4 separate regions of the Mus musculus genome follow, and regions 2, 3 and 4 are each linked to region 1. The links are chromatin contacts, called in public ChIA-PET and HiChIP or PLAC-seq maps. All regions are on one chromosome and are shown on one strand. The core of a region is the stretch at or near the end of the contact, and the rest is flanking DNA. Distances in the headings are between cores, read along the strand shown.

Region 1 (4,848 bases), core at 861-3,360:
AGAGGCAAGAAGGAATAGCCCCAGGCTAGTCCACGGGGAAGTGACTTTTGAGTAGAGAACAGAATGAAGAACAAGTTCTAGGCAGACAAGTTCAAGTGCGGATCAAGGCTATTTATGGCTATCCAATATGTGCATAGCTGGGAGCCCAGAGTTACTCTTTGCCTGCATGCAATCCTTTCTCTCTCCGGAGTGAGGTCTTTGACCTCTACATCCAGGCGAGACTTGAGCCAGACTCTCTTGCAGTCCTTAGCCAGCGGAGGTTGGATGCATCCCAGACTCCCGAGGGCAGGTGTGTTCTGACAGCCATGGAAAGTTGTGTCTTCCTAATACCAGCACCCATGATCCCAAGTCTAGTTTTTAAAAAAAAAAATTCTCCTTATACAAGGCCAACCCTTCTATCCTTTGCCAAGACCTATCTCTGTCTAGATTCCTTCTTGTCATCTACTATAAGTGTCCCTATTGTCAAGGTTTGTCTATCCCCTGGATAACCCTCACCCTTATGGAATCTTCCTGAGGGACTCAGGACCTCTGGAAGAACAACAAATACTTTTAACTGCTCAGTCATCTCTCCAACCCAAGAAAATTAAGTTCTTAACAGTCACATTTTTAGAAGAGATTTTTGGCAAGCCCCTCAGAGTGCTCTAGCACAGCAGAAATGAAGTCGTTCCCTGTTTCCAGAAACACCTATCATCCCTTGAACGCTCAGCTGTGAGGACCTCCTAAAGCAGCTGTCGCACCTCCCACGCAACCCAAATAACTTTTAGTTCTTCTAAAGGGGCCTCCCCATCACTTCCAGGCTCGCTGGCACCCATTCCAAAGGGAGTCTCACAGACCGAGAAGCAGAAGCAGCAAACAAGCTGAGCCCTCAGCCTCAGGAATTAGGGAAGCAGGACACTGGCTAGTCTACTCTTGATAGTCACAGAACACAGAGCTCCCTAACATTCTGCAGTACAAAACTTGACCTAGGACACGTGGTCCAAAGAGCTCACTTGGGCATGGTTCTCTGTACCACGCACACATGCCCATCAATAAGAGGTAAAACATATATCAAGAAAAATTTAAAAGAGTGGTAGACATTGTACAGTGTGTACAGAGAGTGTACAGTGGTAGACATTGACAGTCACATCAATGGGAAGACTGAAGCAGGAGCATCCAGAATTCCAGGCCAGCCTTGGCTACATATAGCAAGGCCTTGCCTCACAACAAAGGATAAATAAGAAAAGACATAGTCCATCTCAAGAACACCAAAATAAGCATCACAGTGAAGCAGAAATGGAATGGAAATACAAAGTAATATTCAGGGCTGGAGACCCAGAACGTCTAGGCTCCTGTTCAGAAGGCAGAAAGTGGACATTGAACATTTCCGAGGAGCAAAGAGGTCCAGCCTCATTATGTAAGAGAGTGGGCACCCTGTTCCCTGCTTGATGAGCATCTGCTAACATCCTGAAGAAGAAAATGTATGCAGAACACGCCTCGAGACCTGCTGCCGTTCATTCTTTATGCTTGCCTAACATTGTCTGAGGCTCAGGAGTGAGCCAGATGGGGTGGTTAATTCTGACTGTCAGCTAGATTAGATTACAACTCACCCTCAGAATTATTGAAGCTTATCTGTGTGTGTGTGTGTGTGTGTGTGTGTGTGTGTGTGTGAGAGAGAGAGAGAGAGAGAGAGAGAGAGAGAGAGAGAGAGAGAGAGAGAGAGACTCCCAAATATAATTAAATTATTGGGAGCTCTGACCTAATAAATGGGTTATTCTATTGACCAACTGGATGATGAACGAAGTCACTGGGGAGGTGGTAAAAGGTAGAAGGACTTTTTCTTGTACTCACATCTTCCTGCACCACTCCACTCCACTTCCTCTCTACTCTAATGTGAGCTGTTCCTGCCATGGTAGACTGAACCTTCTGACATCCTTACCCAAAATAAACTCTTCTTCCTTTAAATTGCTTATGTCACACAAAAGTGCCGCATAAGAAAATAATGTGCTCTGAGTCCCGGCAGGAGGCCTGGGATGTTGCAAGATAATTCCACCAAAGAGCACACATAGACGGTCTTAACGATGAATAGAAAGACTATTGCCAGCTGACAACTGCGTGGGAAACTTGCCCAAATGGTATAGCCCCAAACTTCACCATGCTTTGCCTTTTATGCACTAAACCCACATCCTGGATGACACACTTTAGTTAACAAGAACAGTTAGCAAGAAGCAAAACTGAAGAAGTCAAAAAAAAATTTTAGTACATTTAAGGGGCTATTCCAGACCCTGGAACTATGGACTGGGTCTTTGATGAGGTAGGACTTTGTTCTGGTTTAGTCAGGAATTGGGGCCTATGTGCTAGGCTCTAAGGTCACAATGACACCTCCAATGTGGTCAATTGTGCTAAGGTCTCTGGCTGGTTATGGAGGCATCATCACTGAAGAAAACATCTGGATTCAACCCCTGTACAGAAAGTGGCAGTCTACTCAATCCTAGTGTCGTTGGAGTAGCATTGGGGACTGGAGCTGTAGTTCATTGGAGTGGAAACAATCCATCAGATGAAATACTCCATGGAAAAAACTAGTCTCTCTTTATCTAAAGCTGCTCTGAGCCCGCACTTTTTGTCACGGTTCATGATAAAAAAAATAAAATAAAATAAAGCCCTGGAATCAAACAGACCTGGACTCCTGTCTATTCTCTGATGTACTTTATCATTTTGCAGCTACTCCACTGATTAATGATAATACCTACCACAGAAGCAGCTAAAGGAAGTCTTACCATCTACCTATACAGTCTTCCCGTCTATAATTTGACTGATAATGTTTACTTCACAGGGTTGTAAGATACCAGGAGCTCATATGTGTAACCACACAGCACAGAGAGGGTACCCGGTCTTGATGGTAATTATGATCTGTTGATGCCCTCGTTGTCTACATGAGAGAATGGATCCTGCAGATACACAGTCTTATCTCCTGAGCAGGAAAATTGACAGGGTGCCGTTCTAGCTGAGCAAGAAATCTGTTGAATATGTGATAACCCCTGCGAAGAGTTTATAAAACTAGGTTCCAGTCTGTGATACTAAGGAAGCCGGAGTCTATATTCTCAGAGAAGTTAAGGTAGCTTTATGTGTGGAATCAGAGATTCTCGGAATGCTCTCAATAAGAACATCTGAGTTCTTATCTCAGGGCCTCAGTTTCCTTATCTGTAGGGCTAATGACAGTACACAGCACACAGGAACATGTGACATTAAATAAGATAATATTACCTTTATGACACTGTTTCAGACTTTTCATCACTCAGATGTGGCACACACCTGAGAGAAATATCTTAGAGAAAAGGAAGAACTTGGACTGAGCGCCCCAGGTGTTTCAGCCCTTCATGGGCAGCTAGGAGAAGATGGTTAAGCAGAGCCATCCATATCAAGGCTCCCAGAAATCACAAAGAGTGTCTGTGGTTCCAGGCTCCCTTCTTCTACCCATTTTATCCTACCTAGGTTTCTAGTCCATAGGTGGGGTAACTGATCCCCAAGCTGGGTCATCTCCCACTTTGTGAATCCTCAGAGATGGGTAGCAGTGTGTTTTACCACCTTCCAGGCACTTCTCAAGTCAATCAAGGTTATGGTCAAGATAAACTATCACATACCACAACTACCCAAACTACCATTTTGGTGTTTGGAGTTATTCACGCCAAAGCAGATGGCTAGACACTGGTAGTGCCAAAATTTGAAATCCAGGTATACAAAGCTCCAAAACTTGACCTTTTGCCACGTTCCAGTTACCTTGTTACCTCAAGGGAACTCACTGTACAAAAGCCCTTTGCTGTTCCTCAAGGTGTTTGAGAGCAGGAATTATATGTCTTCTTTTCCCATTTAGTATATGGGTTTATATTTTCCTCATTAAAACATTCCTTAAGCTAAATTTGAAAGGCTGATTGGATAAATGAATGCATTCATGCATAACGTAAATGAAAAAAAAAAAAGATCCTTACTAAGGAAGTACAGATCAAAAATACTCAGTCAAAAGCAGAAAGAATAAAGATAAAGAAGGGGAGAAGGAGGAATAAATTGGGGGAAGATTTGTGTAGTCGAGTGACAATGGGACCCTCTGAAGGATAAAGGTGAAAGGTTGTCGCCTTGACAGTAAAGAAAGGTGTGGGAGGTATACGGAAGCAATGGCTGGCAGGAAGGGGGGACAGCTGAGGACCAGTGATGCTCTCAAGACCACTGCTGTGAATGGGTGAGCTGTGTAGTGCTGAGCACACAGCAGGAATTGTGTTTGCTTCCTATGACATGGGATGAATCTGATGCTCCTAAGCCCTATTAACTCCCATTTTGGAGTTGGGGGGGGGGGGGACACACACTAGGTTGAAAATTCTGGAAAGGAAAGAGATCCTCAAAAAAAAATTAAATTAAAATTTTTTTTAAAAGTGTCCTTGAAAGGATCAAAGAGTTGGACCTAGAATTTTTAGGCTTGAGGGTTACAAACCAGTATTTTAGGAAGGGGGACAAAGAACGCAGTGGAGATTGTTAGAACACATCGCCCTTTGAAAGACTATGTGAGTGAGAGTGGGATGGGTTTGTTTGGGTCCTCATGCAATGCCTTCCTCCCCTTTCTGAAACTGAGTTGTAGTCAAAATATGTTTAAAATAATAGCTGTTGACAAAGAAGTTGCATTCAAGTTCTCTATGACAACCACACAGCAATGAACCTAGCCCCCTGCGCAGAGCTTCTGCAGTTCAGGTTAAACTCATCCATCCTGTCTGTCTGTCTGTCTGTCTGTCTGTCTATCTATCGATTGATCAATCCATCTATCGATCAATCTCCTTATCTCTGTCCATATCCCCCTTCCTTTAATAAGCATTTACTAAGTAACTA
Region 2 (4,848 bases), core at 1,395-3,894, 380 kb before region 1:
CACTACAGAACCATTCATGGAAGCCTCTGGAAACACCACCCGGAATAAGCCCCTCCTCCTTCCTGCAAGTTGGTTTATCTCGGGTATTTGTAACAGAGACCACAGATAAAGAGAAGAGCTATGAGCGACAGCTGGCAATTTTATCAATAAAGGATGGAATCGTTGGGGAAAATCCAACTGTGAGTTAGAGTAGCCTCATGCTACCTGGAAAGGCAAGATGACCAAGGAGCAGCAGATCCATCCTATTGGCTTATACAGAAATTCATTCTGCACCGGATGCCGTGAGCATCGGATTCAGCAGGGTGCGCACAGGGAATTCCTCATCTAGAACAAGGAGGCCATTTAGTGAGTTGGAATTAGTGGAAGGTGTTAGTCTCTTGGAAGCCAATGCCTGGATACCCTCGGGGAGATTTCCAAACCCTTATTCCCTTAGGATCAAAGTTAAGAAAACCTGTTTGGATGAAGATAAGGTTCTTAGTGAAGACCAAGAGATACAAGGGACGATTGGAGGGCTACCCAAATAAGTTCTTTAAGAGGACAGAACTGGGGTCTCAAAATTGGCCCCACCACCACGGGCATCTGCTGAGGCAGGTGGCTCGGGAGCCCCCAGTGTTTAGGTTCCCCTTGAGGGCGCTCTGGTGTCTATAGATGTGCTTAAGAACAAGAGTTGTCTTCAACACGTAGAACTCTGGCCCATTCACTTGCAGGAACTCCGGAGTGAGCGTTGCCCGGTGGAGGAGTGAACTTGGTGCACTGCTCCGACCCAGCTGAGCTTGGAGGGAAGCCCAGCCTCAAGCTAGCGGCATTGCTCTTGACCAAGTGCAACCGCTTCAGCCTGTGACTCTGGTATGGGCATCTCTGAGCCGTGCTCCTTGATGAGAGCGTGGGTGCCACGCTGCAGCAATGAAGGTAACTGACTGACGGGCCCTTCTGAGGCTCGGCCCCAACAGCAAGGCTGGAAAGACTGTGTCTAGGAAACATCTGGGCGTTGTCAGGATATGCAGCGGCACTTACAAAAGAGAACAGAACAAAAGAGCGCATACACTTTTAGGTATTTCTACCAATCTTTTTATTTTTTTAGTTATTTGCTGTTTTTTAATAGAAGAGGAAATTTTAGCAGGACTAAGCTTCATGCAATATTTTCTTCCTTAGTTATTTAAACTTTTTTTTTTTTTAACTTACAGAAATCCTTCCAATTACAGATCAAAGCACACGAAAAGAAACACTTCTAGAATCAAAACCAGGGTTAAGGGTAGGTAGAGGACGAAGGACTCTGTGGTTTGTTCAGCCTAGAGGAATGAAGGAAATGATATTTCAAAGTGAAGACTGAAGGGCAGAGCTCATCACCGTGGGACATAAATATGATATATTGTACAGTGAGGAGGAGGAGGATGCTGAGGTCAGGATAGAGCCACGTTGTGCCTCAACCATATACATCTCCAGTCAGGAAATCCTGCTTCGTGACAGCAGGAAATTCAAGAGCACTGGGAGGTTCCAACCTCAGTCCCAACTTCTCTGTGGTGCGAAGGGGGGTTGGGGGGTGGTGGCTATCACGCTGGGCAAAGGAAGCTCTGTGTATTCCAGGGAGAAGAAGGGAGGAAATTAGTTACCCAAAACAACTAGGTTCAGAGGCTCTGCTGCAGGGAGAAAAGCCCCCACATCCCACGAGATTTCAGGAAGCCGGTCCAGCCCTACTTAGCAGCATGAATAGGCAGAGGAAAGAATGTGAAGGCAGATAAAGAGGGCTGCCACAGCCCCAGCTGGGCCTGTTTAAATAAGTCTGGCATCGAATGGAAGATGAACAGGGAGGACTGGGGAAAGGCATGTGGCTCTTCACAATAGTGCCCCCCCCTCCGAACCTCCCCGCCCCGCAGCATTTTTTCTGAGTGGGCAGGGAGTAAGGAGTTGGTCCAGGGGTTAGATGACCCCACCCCACTAGGATGGTGGATCGGATGACCCGTTCACGATGAACCTGTAGCCTTCAACTTTGTGATAGTGACATTTCAAACAGTGAAAGTGAGAGTGGTTTCTGAAAGTGCTCTCAGGAAGATCCACTCTCTGCCCTCTCTGCCCGCTGACTTAAGGACTCCACATTCTGGAGGTGACACTGAACTTGACACTCATGACTATGCTGTCCACTTGTTGTTGGAATCAAGCAGACGCTTTTACGAGTTGATACATTTCTATAATGCCTCTGTGGCAAACAGAAGACTGGTGGAAACCATCTCCCATTCATAATTTACCAACTGCATGTTCTGAAGAAACCATTGTATTTAGAAGGCACACAATGACTGCGACATTTAACGTTATTCATCATGATGCGCGAACCCCAACAGATCGTTTACTGGAAAGTATTTTGAGAAATTTACAGATGGGAAATGGCAGGCACCACAAGTCTGCTGGGTCTCTGCCCATTCTTTTCAAAGGTAGGAAATGTCCCTTTTCTTTGTGATATTGGCTCACCACTCTGTGAACCGGAGTGAGTAGACTGGGTCAAAGGTGAAGGGAGCGGAGCGAGCAAAAGTGTGTGGGTGATTACTGCACACGGGCCTCCTTCCAGGCAAGGTGGTCAGGTTGATCTCAGCACAGTACTCTCCCTCTCTCTGCCAAGAGGATGCGGTTAATTGGATTGGCAGATGTGGGAGGAACTGACGCTAGCAGATCATTTAACCAAATGCTTTAGTGTTTAACTGGATTCTCTATCAAGTGGTGTGCATCTACGCGTGCAGTCATTCTCACAACAAGCTTATAAGGGTTAGCCCATTTTACAGAAGAGAAACCTCCCAGCAATTTTGCTTTAGGACACAGAGGTATTAAGACACATAGTAAGATTTATAGCAAATGCCTGACTTAGTTCCCCCCTTTAGATTTTAAAATATATTTACTTAAGGTTATTCATCCATGGGCATATATTCATTTAAAGATGGGATTGGCAGTCCGTAGGTAAGCTTCCCGTGGAATTCCTTGTGTTGGGGAGGGAACTGGAGAGAAGGTGCATTTATGTGGACTCTTCTCAAAGTGCCACGCCCAGCGTTTTCTCCCACCGCAGTGGCTCTTCTAAAGACCATACAGATTGAAAATCCTACTGCTCCTTCTATCTTTACCTGGTCCCTTCAGATGGTCCTGGGTAAAACTTTATTTCAGCTCTCACTGTGAATACTCAGGATTGTGAACCCTTCAAAGCAGAAAATCCCACCATCAGGAAAATTATATTTGATGTTTGCTCCTGTTTGGACCACCCTGTGGCTGCCACTGCCTCTGCTGATGTCATCATCATCATCATCATCATCATCCTCTTGTGACCTGTGTAGGACCTGTGCTTCTGGAGCCATTCCAGAGATGGGAGGTGGTGATGACGATGTCTTGGAAACCTCTGGTCAGAAGCTTGGCTTTATATAGAGTGTGGCCAGATGGCTTTGTCATCTGCCTTATCCACAAGTCTCCATTTGATAGGAATTCTGTGAAGTATAAGCCAAAAGGAAATTCAGATTAACTCTGCAGATAGTCAACAGAGAGAGAGACAGACAGACAGGCAGACAGACAGAGACAGAGAGACAGAGAGAGAGACAGAGACAGACAGACACACACATAGAGGGAGAGACAGAGATAGACACACAGACTGAGAGACAGAGAGAAACAGACAGACAGACAGACAGACACAGGGGTAGGGAATGCAAGGATGCTGTGAAGGTTAAGAGAATGGACGTACACCTGGCACTGAACGGTGTCTGGCAGCATTACATGTCGGCTGTTATTGTCACTGATGTTTTAATGTGTTGCTTTCTGAAGATTTGGCTGTAAATAATTAAAGGACATGTGATCTAAAAAGATGTCTTAAAGTCCCATTTACTGAGCCATTTTTCTTTGTCATTCTTTTCTCTTACGTCCTTATTCTCTCCGTCCTTACAAAGGTAGTTTCTTCAGTCAGCAAAGATACTCTCATGCAGAGGACAAATAACGTGTCCACGCTTGGGGCCACTGATTTTAAAATGTGACATTATAAACCGGTAATGTTCACTATCAAATACTCAGGGATACCAGAGAATGAGTAGCAAAAGCCAGCCATTTGTAGTGATGCAGTTTTGAGGGGCAAAAATCAGAATGCCTTGAAGAAGTGAAGGTAGTCAGCGGGGCCTGTGAAATATCACCACGCAGATGCATTGTACGAACAGAACTGATAGAACACTGAGGTATTTCTGAGAACCACACAGTCTTTCTTGGCTCTAGGTGAGGTTAACTTGGGTGTGGGAGAAGTAAGCTCCCAGCAATATGACCGAGCCAACGCCAACACCACCCTGAGTGAGTGGCTTCTGGGCACTTGTCTCCTGGATTTGAAGAATGAAATTCTCAGAGCACAGTGGGCGAGTTTTAGAAAGATGCACCTTATTGTAAGGATCTTCAAAGCAAAAAGTCAGAGCTCTGGTGCATAAGAGGGGTCTCCGGGAGTGGGTGCCACTCAAGTGCCACTGTCCTGGACTTAACAAGGCTTTACCTGATGAAGAAATGGAGCCATCATGAACTGTCCAGTTTCCACACTAGGTGGCCAGGTCTTCAGTATGGTTTCCAGGAGCGAGGTACCCATCTAAGGAAGAAAGACAAAGAAAAGCCAGACCTTCCTCCTGGCATCTCTGGCCTCCAGTAAGCATAAAGCTACCAACATGGGCCCAAGAGCTTTTCTGGATTTCAGTTAACAGAAAAACAAAAAACAAAAACAAAACAAAACTAAAACTATTTCCTTTGGGCTCTTTTACCCTAAAGCTGCCTAGCCAATTTTTATCTCCCCTTCTTATCAATAAGCAGAAGGGGCAGAAAGACCATTTACAAAGAAGTAATGGCAATGTCCTCTCA
Region 3 (4,848 bases), core at 1,663-4,162, 370 kb before region 1:
AGAGTTGTGGCCTCAAAGAATGAAGTGTCTGGGTGGCCTCTCTCTCGGCTCAGCTTTGCCCTGCTTTGAGAACAGCGGGGCTGGAGCTGTGCCAGGCTGCTGCACTGTGGAGAATGAGTTAGCCAAGTCCAGTAGGGTTCTTCCACTTCCCTCTCTGTCTCTTAATGGAGAGACAAGAAAGGAGAAAAAAAAAGATAGCTCTTCCATTATTTCTTAATTTTCATATTGCAGCTCATTATCTCAATCAGCACAGCGCAGTTGAATGCACTAATTTCTGGGGAAAATTCCAGCAGGTTTCTGAAGCTGCTGATGAGCTGTGGCTAATCGCCACAGTTAGAATGTTCTATCATTACCTGAAATGGATGATAGGAATTTGATTGGCAGGAGGGATAAAGAAAGAGGCAGCATACATCACTGAGGGAGGAGGGAGGCAGGTATCAGTGCACAGACACCACCCAGAAACAATTAAAGAATGATTTTATTTTAAACTGGGAGGAATCCTAAAACATTAGTATGTATGGAGGAGAGTGGGTGTGTGGGGCTTCGGAAGGCTGTGTCTTCTTGTCCTCTGGGAGATCTTACCAGCAACTGCATGGACCACAGCATTACAAAGGTAGAAAATAAAAAGGAATATTCCCTTTAGGAACACAGAGTTAAGTGTTGTTAGCAATGTGCTGTGTGGCTGATCACAGATGTCCAACAGAGATCTTAGAAAGGTTGAAAATGGAGAGAAACAGCCACAAGTGAGGACAGGGCTTTGAATCCCTGCTCCTCTCTGGATTAGTGCTCTACAGAAGAGCGCTATTGCTGTGTGCTCTACCTTCAGTCTCACATCGGCGAAATGAAAGAAGTAGAAATTAGTTTGCCTCCTGGGATGTTTCCAACACACAAGAGATGAAAAAGTGTTTTTTAGAAGTGTAAAAACAAAATTGTTATGGTCCATTTCAGTATGAGGGGCAGTTCGAGTCTTCTTAGAGTCATGGCTAACTATGCAGGAGGTGCTATCCTCACCTAGCAGCCAGTACCTCCTCCCATCTCTAAACTCTGAGTCAAAAAGAAGGGGAGGTGGGGATGAGGGTGGGGGTCGTGGAGGGCTGGGAGGTCAAGACGGAGGGGGACTGCGATGAGGATGTAAAGTGAATGAATAAACAAATTAAGGGGAAAAAAAGAGTTACAGGCAGTCTGCTATAGAACTGGGTCTGCATCAGAAGAGGGCACAGTCTCCAGCCCTGAGACATCCATTAGATGAGGCTTTGCTTCCTAAACCCATAGGGTAGGGAACTGGGGAAAGGTGCTATGCTAGGTGGTGAATCCCTAAAGTACTGATCTATGGGAGAAAGAGTGCAGGCAATTCTCACGGTCAGGGATTTGAGAGCCATGGTCATGTGGCCAATGAGCATGGCAGCCATTTTTATCTTTCTCTATGCTAGCAGCCCTTCCTTTCTGCACAACTGTGCTCACTAGTTTTATGCCAACTTAAGAAAAGCTAGAGTTACCACAAGCTAGAGTTACTGGAAGGGAGGGAACCTCACTTGAGAAAATGCCTCCATAAAATCTGGAGGTAGGACATTTTCCTAATTAGTGATTGATGGGGGAGGGCCCAGCCCATTGTCATTTCTGCCCTGTGTGAGTTCCTGCCCTGACTTCTTTCGTCGGACAGTCATACAGATGTAAGCCAAATAAACTCTTTTCTCCCAGCTTGCCTTTTGATCTCATCACAGCAATGGGAACCCAAACTAAGACAGCAGCTATATGTGACTTCAGTTTCACTAGTCTCTTTTATTTATTTTTACAAAGTGAGCCTCATATTTGCCATGGGAGGAGACATGAATCAGTTTGAGGACACTCTGGGAGAGGGTGAAGATCCAGGGGAGAATTAAAGTCCTTGAGGCTTTGAAATAAGAAAATGCAAACTCCTAAACCTATAGTGATTCATACCAAAAGAAGGAGAGAGAAGGAGAAAGGCATGGGGGGGGGGGAGAGAAAGGAGTGAGAGAAGAAATGAGCACTCAAACTGAAAGGGAATCTGAAAACATCTCTAGTCCCATGCCGGGAAGATCTAAGCCAATAAGCTGAAAGAGAAATGTGTGTTGTTTGCCTATGAACAGAAGCTGGATAAAAAAGTACAGATCAGGGTAGTGCGTGGGGTATATGGGATAGAAGTAGGTTTGTTTTGTTTAAAGAACAAAACAACCTAGAGTAAAAATGATAAAATAAGCTAAACCCCAACATACAACGAGCTCTTTATGTTAAAATGGCAATGAGGTGGCTTTCTGCAGATATCACCTCAAGCAGCTTTCTAAAAGGGTGGCTTCGGAGTGCATAGGATGAGATTCTCGGGAAGACCTGGTACAACTCAGTGAGTCATGGCTGAAAAGCATCCAAGTTGGCTCTAGTGGGTTCCGGAGCCACTGGGGGATGGTACTGGATTCTGGGAAAGTAACCAGAGGGCAGGTATAAACGCCAGCTCTGACCTTCCTTTTCCTGGCTTATTGGCTCTGTGTGTGTGTGTGTGTGTGTGTGTGTGTGTGTGTGTGTGTGTGTGTGTGTGAGACTTTCTATTCTAAACAAAGCAATTGCCTCCCTCCACCTATGACAACATTTTACACACACACACACACACACACACCGTGCTGAGAGATGGTTGTTGGAAACTGACCAACATCCATCCTTCTTCTCTAGGTAATATGAATGAAAAATAAATATTCAGGACAGAGCCTGACTTTGGTGATTAATTAATTGCTTGTTGTCAGATTTCCTTGGGGTTGACATCTATCCTGGCTTTCAGGCACATGGAGTGGGGTGGGGGAGGGAGAGGGGGAGGGGGAGGGAGAGAGAGAGAGAGAGATCACAGAAAGCAAAACAACCCCTACCCTTGCTTCCTGCCATCTAGAGTATTCTGTCTGGATAAACTGGCACATCCTGTACAGATGGACAGATACACCCAGTTCACCACTGCAGCAACTTGGTCCTCCCAGGCCCTTTGTGTCAGAAAGAAGAAAACTTGGTTAGCAATCAGCCTTGGATTAGGAGATTCAGAAACGGAAAACTGTCCTGGCTTCCGGTCCTAACTCAACTGAAAGTGAGAAGAAGTGGGAGGCAGAGGCACAGCCCGCCTGAGCTGGCAGTGTTCACAGCTCCGGCTCCCCAGGATGCACCACCCTTCCATCAGCAAGACAAGTCTTGAGTTCTGGAAAGTGGTTCTAGGACACGTCGTGTTACCTGTCACTAAATGCTCACATCTTCCAAAACATATGGACATTGAGTTCTGCCAATAAATCTGCTAGGCAATGAAAGGGCTGTCAGCAAACTCATTGACGAGCGGAAAGTTATGGAGACTTTCACAGTCTTCACTCTGAGAGAGAGGACTTACATTCTCTCTGGTGTAAGACCTATTACAACAGCATCTCCTAGGAAAATAGCACTGAGTGCCCACTGGGCTACACCCATGCCCCAGATGTCTACACCCACCTTCCCTCTTTATCTTGCACACAACCTCTAAGACATTGGTGCCACCTGAGATCCCTTAAGACAAAAAAATAATTATTGTGAACTTTGAACCCTTGAATTGCTAAAAATGTGCTTATAAACAGACACACGGATAGTGGTAAATCTGACTCAAGAAAACAAGCCTTGCTTCAACATAGTCCCTGAAACAGTATTTGTAGATGATGAATTCCTGTATAAAGGAACAATTTCCTGTAAATCAATGTACCTTACTTTAGGTTTCAACTTAATGCCAATGGCCCCATCCCCGTCCCTGAAAAACAAATGGCAGACAAATTGCTCATGATCTTCACTGGCAAGGGCCATGTGCTGTTTGGGGTGAGTTATTTAGACTCTCATTCATTTTTTTATTGGAAACCAGTATTTCTCAATAATGTTCCAACTATACTAATAGAGCAGAATACATCTGGCTACCTGTGTGATAGTGGGTGAAGATCAGCTGATTCTTCAGGCATTTTCTTTGCACGATGTCTCCAGGTCAACAGACAACAGCAGATGGTTTTAACGGAGTCATTGCTGTATCGTAGCATGGCTTCATTCCCTAGCTTCAGACATCATCAGAGCTGCTAGGGAGGAGAAGAAGCAACAGGGCATGGGGGATCCAGCTGCCATGAAGCCCCTTTCCAACTTCAGCCACAATACCAGATGCATCGAACTGAAGTTACCAGTCTTTTCAGATGTATTAAAACACCACACTGTAAGAGTCCTTTCTGTGAAAATTTATAAAATGTCTGTATGAATACGATCATCTTTTCAAACAGATATGGGCAACTCCCCTTTCTCTTTTGCTTCTCTCTCTCTCTCTCTCTCTCTCTCTCTCTCTCTCTCTGTGTGTGTGTGTGTGTGGTATGCATGTATGTGGGTGAACTTGTATCATGTGCATGCTGAGGCCAGAGGCTGATGCTAGTTGTCTCCTGTTGCTTTGTCTGGTGTATGCTGAGGCATGGTCTCTCACTTGAGCCCAGGATTTGCCCATTCACCTAGCCTAGCTAGCCAGCTTGCTTGGTGGATTCATTGTCTCCTCTTGTTAACAACCTGCACACGGTGCAATATGTCTTTAATTCCAACAATCAGGAGTCAGAGGCAGACATCTCTGTGAGTTAGAGGACAGCCAGGTTGTATGTAATAAATTCCACCATAGCCAGGGCTACATAGTGAGACTCTGTCTTAACAGACAAACAAACAACAAAAACTAAATAAATGGAGGTACATACTGTGTTCATAGATTGGGAATTTTGGCATAGTTAAGACCTAAATTGATCAATAGGTCAGTGCAATTTCTTCTAAAATACCAGCAGAGCATTTTAGACGAACTTATTATAAAGTTTGTATATGAAAATG
Region 4 (4,848 bases), core at 1,567-4,066, 270 kb before region 1:
GCTAAGAAAATAAGCTGTCACGCACTGCTGATGCTGTGTGTGCCCGTCTCTCTGGAGGCAGGCAGACGGTGTCTCTGTGAACAGCACCTACTGCTGCCCGACACGTGTCAGACAGGAGGGGTACACTCTGTGCCACCTCCTCGTTCAGCTCCTTCTTCCTCTTGCAGGAGGCAGGAGTTCACAACCTTTCATGCCTTTTTATGTAACAAGCTGACAGAGATCATGTAAGCTGTTTAAAGAGAGGCGTCCCAAATATCCTGACCAAAGCCAAGAATCAAAGCAAACAGAAGTAGAAGCATTTGTGCGACGTAATGACAATAATTCTAATTCTTGAGGCATCAATGTGTCCCCACTTTAGGCTGGAAGCAAGGCAGGGCTCTGGATTCCAGTGCTCACATCGTCATTGCTTGCCGGAGGCAGCGGCAACCTTCTGGTGCTTCCAGACAACACCTCTTCACTAGTTCACAGCCAATGTCCTTCCACTCTGCTGTGTATCCTCAACATCAAGAACATGCGCAGCCATCCCACTGGCTCGTCTGCCCACGACCTTTCCCCTCTATCCTCTTAGAAGATGGAAACCAAACTTTCACCTCCTGCCGAGCAAACGGAGCCCTTCCTTCCACAATGAATAATGACAAAAATGCCAGCCTTTCCCACTTGGCACTCAGGGTTGGTATTGGACAATGAACTGGAAAATACATGGTAGAATTCTGTGGGTCTGTTGACAATACTTCAAGTGGTGGATTTTAAAAAAATACATCTGTGTTTCAGATATAAAGTCTCTTGAGGGAGAAGGGAGTATTTCTGATAAGTGCACAAGTATCATCAATAGAATTGACTTAGGGCAGAGGCCAGCCCCCAACGAGGATGCACAAGCAATTCTACTCAAACGGCATCCACGTTTGCCTGAACTCTGTATCGTTCTTTCCATCCCTCACTGAATGGCTTTCAGACTAAATTCCAGACTCACTGGGAAGATGTCACACCACCAGAGTTACATTCAAACCTTTTATCTTGTCACAATTCTCTAAACATTTCGTACAACTATTCACCATGCTTGCAATGGGTTGGATATTGTACTGTTCTAGATTAATCTGAAGTGTTCAGGGGGGTGGACCTAGGCTATGCACAAACATTAAGCTATTTTATATAAGAGTCTTCTTGCAGTGGGACTGTAGTGGTGCACTCCAGCGTTGAGGAGGCAGGTGGATCTCTAAGTTCAAGGCCAGCTTGGCCTCCAGAGTGAATTCAGGGCTATACAAAGAAACATTGTCTCAAAACCTCCCTTAAGAAATCTTCTTGTACAGAGTTTGGTACTGCCAGGGTTCCACTAAGATATGCTTATCCCATTCGAACATTACCGCAGATACCTAAATTGCTTAAGATAAAGTTTAAGTGCACAGCACATTCTGCCTCAAGATGCCACCATTTTCAGTGGCATAGATAGTTATATTCCAAAGCCATTGGTGCTGCACAAAGGCCTCTGAGAAGGACAGGGAGGTAGCAGGAAAGGGACAAAAAGACCAGACCCAAAAGGTCTGGGCAGGAAACTGTGGAGACCTGAGGGCTCATTAGGGAAGCTTTGAGCTTCTTCCAAGGTGAGGAGAAGCCTCCCAGAGCTGTGGTTAGCTGCCGACTGTTTCACAGGAGGGCTCTTTTGAAGCTTTCCAACAAACTGCTGGGAGCTGGCTTCCTCCTGCTTACACACTTTACTCTCTTCTTTATCGCCATACTTTGTATCGAATATCGCCACATTCCCAGGTGCATGGCACTTCCACCCAAGTCCCCATACCTCTCTTCTTCAAATGATTTAGTTACTGAAATCTGTGGTCCCATCTCCTTGGACTCATTAGGTAGCTTGATAATATTTTTACATGCAGGCCGGGAAGAAAAATAAAAACTTCTCAATTTTCAAATAATTTTTATTTATTATCAGACACAAAATAGTGTACTTTAGAATCCTAGGGTCTTTGGGGATTGGTAGCCAGAGTCTTGATTTTGTTATAAAGGATATTATGTATCAGTATTGGGTAATAGTGCAGCTTTCTTGACCAGTGAAGAGGAAAGAGGACAATTCCTTATTGCAGGAGGCTGTCTGAAGTACCAGAATGCTATACCAGAATTTTAAAAGGCACAGGGTAGGCATTTTAAGCACAGGGAAGCCCCTACCTCTCAAAATATAAAATAATGTTTTTAACCATAGTGGTAATTCCATATGATGGACTTTGTTAAACGTAAAACCACTAATATATATGAAAACACAATTTATCAAATTTTACCGACTAGTAAATTACAGGTTGTATTGACTCACTATTTGAAGCACTAATGGAATAAGGGAAGCTAAAAGCTGTCTTTTCATTGGCTGGGTGGCTGGTCTTCAACAGCTGGGCGACCAGTGTGGTAAACAGGAAGCCATCTCCATGGTAATGGGCAATTCAACTTAACTTTTTAACACGCTAAGAGGTAATTACTTTTTTTTTTTTTAATTTCCATTTTTAAAACGTTTGGAGTTCATGACAACAGTGAGGACCCGAGGGTCAGGCATTTCCTGGTCGTTAGTGAAGCTGACTTTAGCTGACTTTAGGTCACTAAGAATTAAACGTTGTGACCCCCCTCCCCTTTTTTTTAATGAAAAGTGAACTGTGATTTTTTTTTTTTCTCTTTCTCTCCTCTTCCTGAAGTCTGCAACACAAATAAATGACAGAATTTTATGCTCACACACATGGTGTTTTGATTTCCTGCAGATGATAAGATCAGGGTGGAGGACCGATAACCACAGGGTGTAGGAGGGTGGGGCTCAGGCAGGCCCACATTAAAGCCACAGGTGGGTCCCTGACAGATGAGAAGATGAACCAGGGCTGAAGAGGCCAGCCAAGACGGTGAGTTCTGCTGAGACAACCTGGAAGGAGAAGATGGGCGGTCTCAGGGCAGAGGAGAATTCTGTTGGAGGCCGAGCTCTGCCAGGGACTTCTAGAATACACTACAGAGCCTGTATCCTAGGCAGCTGCCTGGGTGTGGTCCCCCTCTAACACCCACATTTTCTCTTCCCTACCTTAATAATCTATGCACTTCAAAATTCCAGGCAAGTCTGCATTCATAGGCTGTCTTGAGAACAAGAAATAAGAACAAATGAAGTCAGTGTCCACAGTAGCAAACCACAGTCCAGCTCTCTGCAGGCAGCGCTTGCTCTTCAACAGCCTGTCGCTGTCAAAGGTAGCTAGAGTCTGCCTAGCGTTGAGTCTCCGCAACACTGTAGCAACCCTCTTCGCCTTTCCCACGCTACAGCCTGCTCCCATTAGCCATCAGTGAGTGTACAGCCAAGCAGAGAAGACAGATGAGACTCTCCAGCAGCCTAGGGCAAAGTCTTGGGAAGTCCCCAGGTCCAAGAGTTGGATGGACCCAGAGAAGCTTCAGGGTGCAACAAGTGCATTTCTACTGACTATAGTCTTTCCTGGTCCAGAACCCATGTCCAAAAGGTTCTGGCAACACAGGAAGGAGAAGAAAGATTCTGATAAAAATGAGTTGCCCACAGGGTATACACAGAAGTCTCGGGGGTCGTTGATGCTTTTCCGGGAGCCATCTGATGACTACAGCTTCAGACAAGAGTGCTGTCCATTCTTATAGTCAGTATTTAAATATTCAGTACTTTAAACAGAAATACTTCTATTGATTTTATTTTGAGCTATTTTATGATTTTATTTTTGAGACAATGTATCACTCACTCTGTAGCCCAGGCTGCCCTTAAGCTTTCAGTCTTTCTGTCCCAGCTGCCAGAACACTGGGATTACAGGTTTTCCTTAAACCCAATTAGCGCGCAGAAGTCCTGGATGCTGGAGGGAGGATGGATGCCATGACAGAATGTCTCAGGAGCTAGGCTAGCCTGCAGGGATGTAGACTGCTTCCACAGGCTCAAAATGATTCTACCTCCGTTTCTGCAAGAGTTTTGTGACCACGGACCCCGTTGATCATGTGCACACAGATGCCTTAAAGCTGTTCAGACCAGGATCTTATTCAAATCTGATATTAGAAGCTGTTCTTTCTTAGCCCCACCCCCATCATCAATCAGTTCATCTGTACATAGCTGGGTCTACGTTCCTGTCAGGACCAGTCCCATGACTGTGTGCTCCTGGCTGGGATAAGACTTCTCCTGCCTCACAGTGAATCCGTTTAATGCAGGACATAGTCCATGCTGCCTTGCTTTCAGATACTATTTTCATATCATACATAGGGTGTGCTCTGTATGTGTAAAGCGTACACAGGGCCAGGATTTCTGCTTGCCTCTTGTTCCTTGAGCAGTTTAAAGTTTGTTCACTTTCTCCTGACTCTCATTCCTCTCAGGAAATCCATTTCCAGGGGCAGGCTCTAAGAGCATCACTCTCATTGCTTTTACTTACTCTATTAGGCCATGCTTCCTACATCAAAACTCTTGCAAAGTCACCACTGTCACTCCAGAAAGTCCCCTTTCAGTATAGAAAGGGGAATCTGTCCTCTTTTCTCAAGGAATTTCAGTAGCTGGCCTTGACTTGTGAAACACCACTTTGACAGGGCTGGTGACCCCTGCTCTGGGAGTGTGCAGGGGAATTTATGGACTGCTTGGAGAACAAATATTACTGTGGGGTTGAACCAGGAAGACTTCCCCAAGCCCGACCCAGTTAGAATGCTAGAGGCTGAGCCACCCAAGAGAGGGAAAGGAGACACTGGAGGAACAGCCAGCCAGTGCAGGGATGGATAGAGAATAAAATCAGTGACCACTGCACGGCCTACTGCATCTGTCTCCAACAGGCCAGGGTGAAGCAAAGAAGACAGGACAGACAGACATCAAGTGCTCACCCCTGACTTTATCAAATG

Evidence for each region. ChIA-PET counts read pairs in DNA pulled down with a chosen protein or histone mark. HiChIP or PLAC-seq counts read pairs in DNA pulled down with a chosen protein or histone mark.
Region 2: a contact with region 1 is called in a BATF HiChIP or PLAC-seq map of CD8 T cells, with 5 read pairs. The contact joins two enhancer-like sites. A contact is called at or near these places in 3 of 484 Hi-C or Micro-C datasets (Th1 cells, embryonic stem cells and nephron progenitors) and 3 of 115 datasets of contacts at active chromatin or transcription factors (CD8 T cells, T-cell acute lymphoblastic leukemia and regulatory T cells).
Region 3: a contact with region 1 is called in an H3K27ac HiChIP or PLAC-seq map of regulatory T cells, with 3 times the contacts expected there. The contact joins two enhancer-like sites. A contact is called at or near these places in 1 of 15 datasets of contacts at CTCF or cohesin (pro-B cells), 3 of 484 Hi-C or Micro-C datasets (B cells and embryonic stem cells) and 5 of 115 datasets of contacts at active chromatin or transcription factors (T-cell acute lymphoblastic leukemia, large pre-B cells, memory CD8 T cells and 1 more).
Region 4: a contact with region 1 is called in an RNA polymerase II ChIA-PET map of memory CD8 T cells, with 587 read pairs. The contact joins two enhancer-like sites. A contact is called at or near these places in 1 of 39 promoter capture datasets (the C10 cell line), 2 of 15 datasets of contacts at CTCF or cohesin (large pre-B cells and pro-B cells), 21 of 484 Hi-C or Micro-C datasets (B cells, CD4 T cells, CD8 T cells and 12 more) and 9 of 115 datasets of contacts at active chromatin or transcription factors (CD4 T cells, CD8 T cells, T-cell acute lymphoblastic leukemia and 5 more).

The regions. Positions count from the first base shown.
Region 1 is chr3:52,569,918-52,574,765 of GRCm38.p6, reverse strand. No RefSeq gene overlaps it. Among named protein-coding and RNA genes, the nearest start is that of Gm40047, 7.8 kb to the left of the region's middle. Within about 2 kb of position 2,110, at least 48 of the 459 cell types and tissues checked have an H3K27ac peak or open chromatin away from gene starts, as enhancers often do. A contact at or near this core is called in CD8 T cells, CD8 central memory T cells, DN3 thymocytes and 7 more, where this site is marked.
Region 2 is chr3:52,952,542-52,957,389 of GRCm38.p6, reverse strand. It overlaps Gm30351 (a long non-coding RNA gene), which reads right to left. Exons shown (of 5, transcript XR_375652.4): 4 at 4,493-4,582; 5 at 2,891-3,458. It overlaps Gm30402 (a long non-coding RNA gene), which reads left to right. Exons shown (of 3, transcript XR_867282.1): 2 at 1-1,051; 3 at 1,185-1,214. Among named protein-coding and RNA genes, the nearest start is that of Gm30402, 2.9 kb to the left of the region's middle. Within about 2 kb of position 2,644, at least 40 of the 459 cell types and tissues checked have an H3K27ac peak or open chromatin away from gene starts, as enhancers often do. A contact at or near this core is called in CD8 T cells, Th1 cells and regulatory T cells, where this site is marked.
Region 3 is chr3:52,936,200-52,941,047 of GRCm38.p6, reverse strand. Gm30351 (a long non-coding RNA gene) reads right to left here. Exons shown (of 5, transcript XR_375652.4): 2 at 3,922-4,070. Among named protein-coding and RNA genes, the nearest start is that of Gm30351, 5.4 kb to the right of the region's middle. Within about 2 kb of position 2,912, at least 14 of the 459 cell types and tissues checked have an H3K27ac peak or open chromatin away from gene starts, as enhancers often do. A contact at or near this core is called in regulatory T cells, where this site is marked.
Region 4 is chr3:52,838,334-52,843,181 of GRCm38.p6, reverse strand. No RefSeq gene overlaps it. Among named protein-coding and RNA genes, the nearest start is that of Gm30292, 43 kb to the right of the region's middle. Within about 2 kb of position 2,816, at least 56 of the 459 cell types and tissues checked have an H3K27ac peak or open chromatin away from gene starts, as enhancers often do. A contact at or near this core is called in CD8 T cells, CD8 central memory T cells, DN3 thymocytes and 7 more, where this site is marked.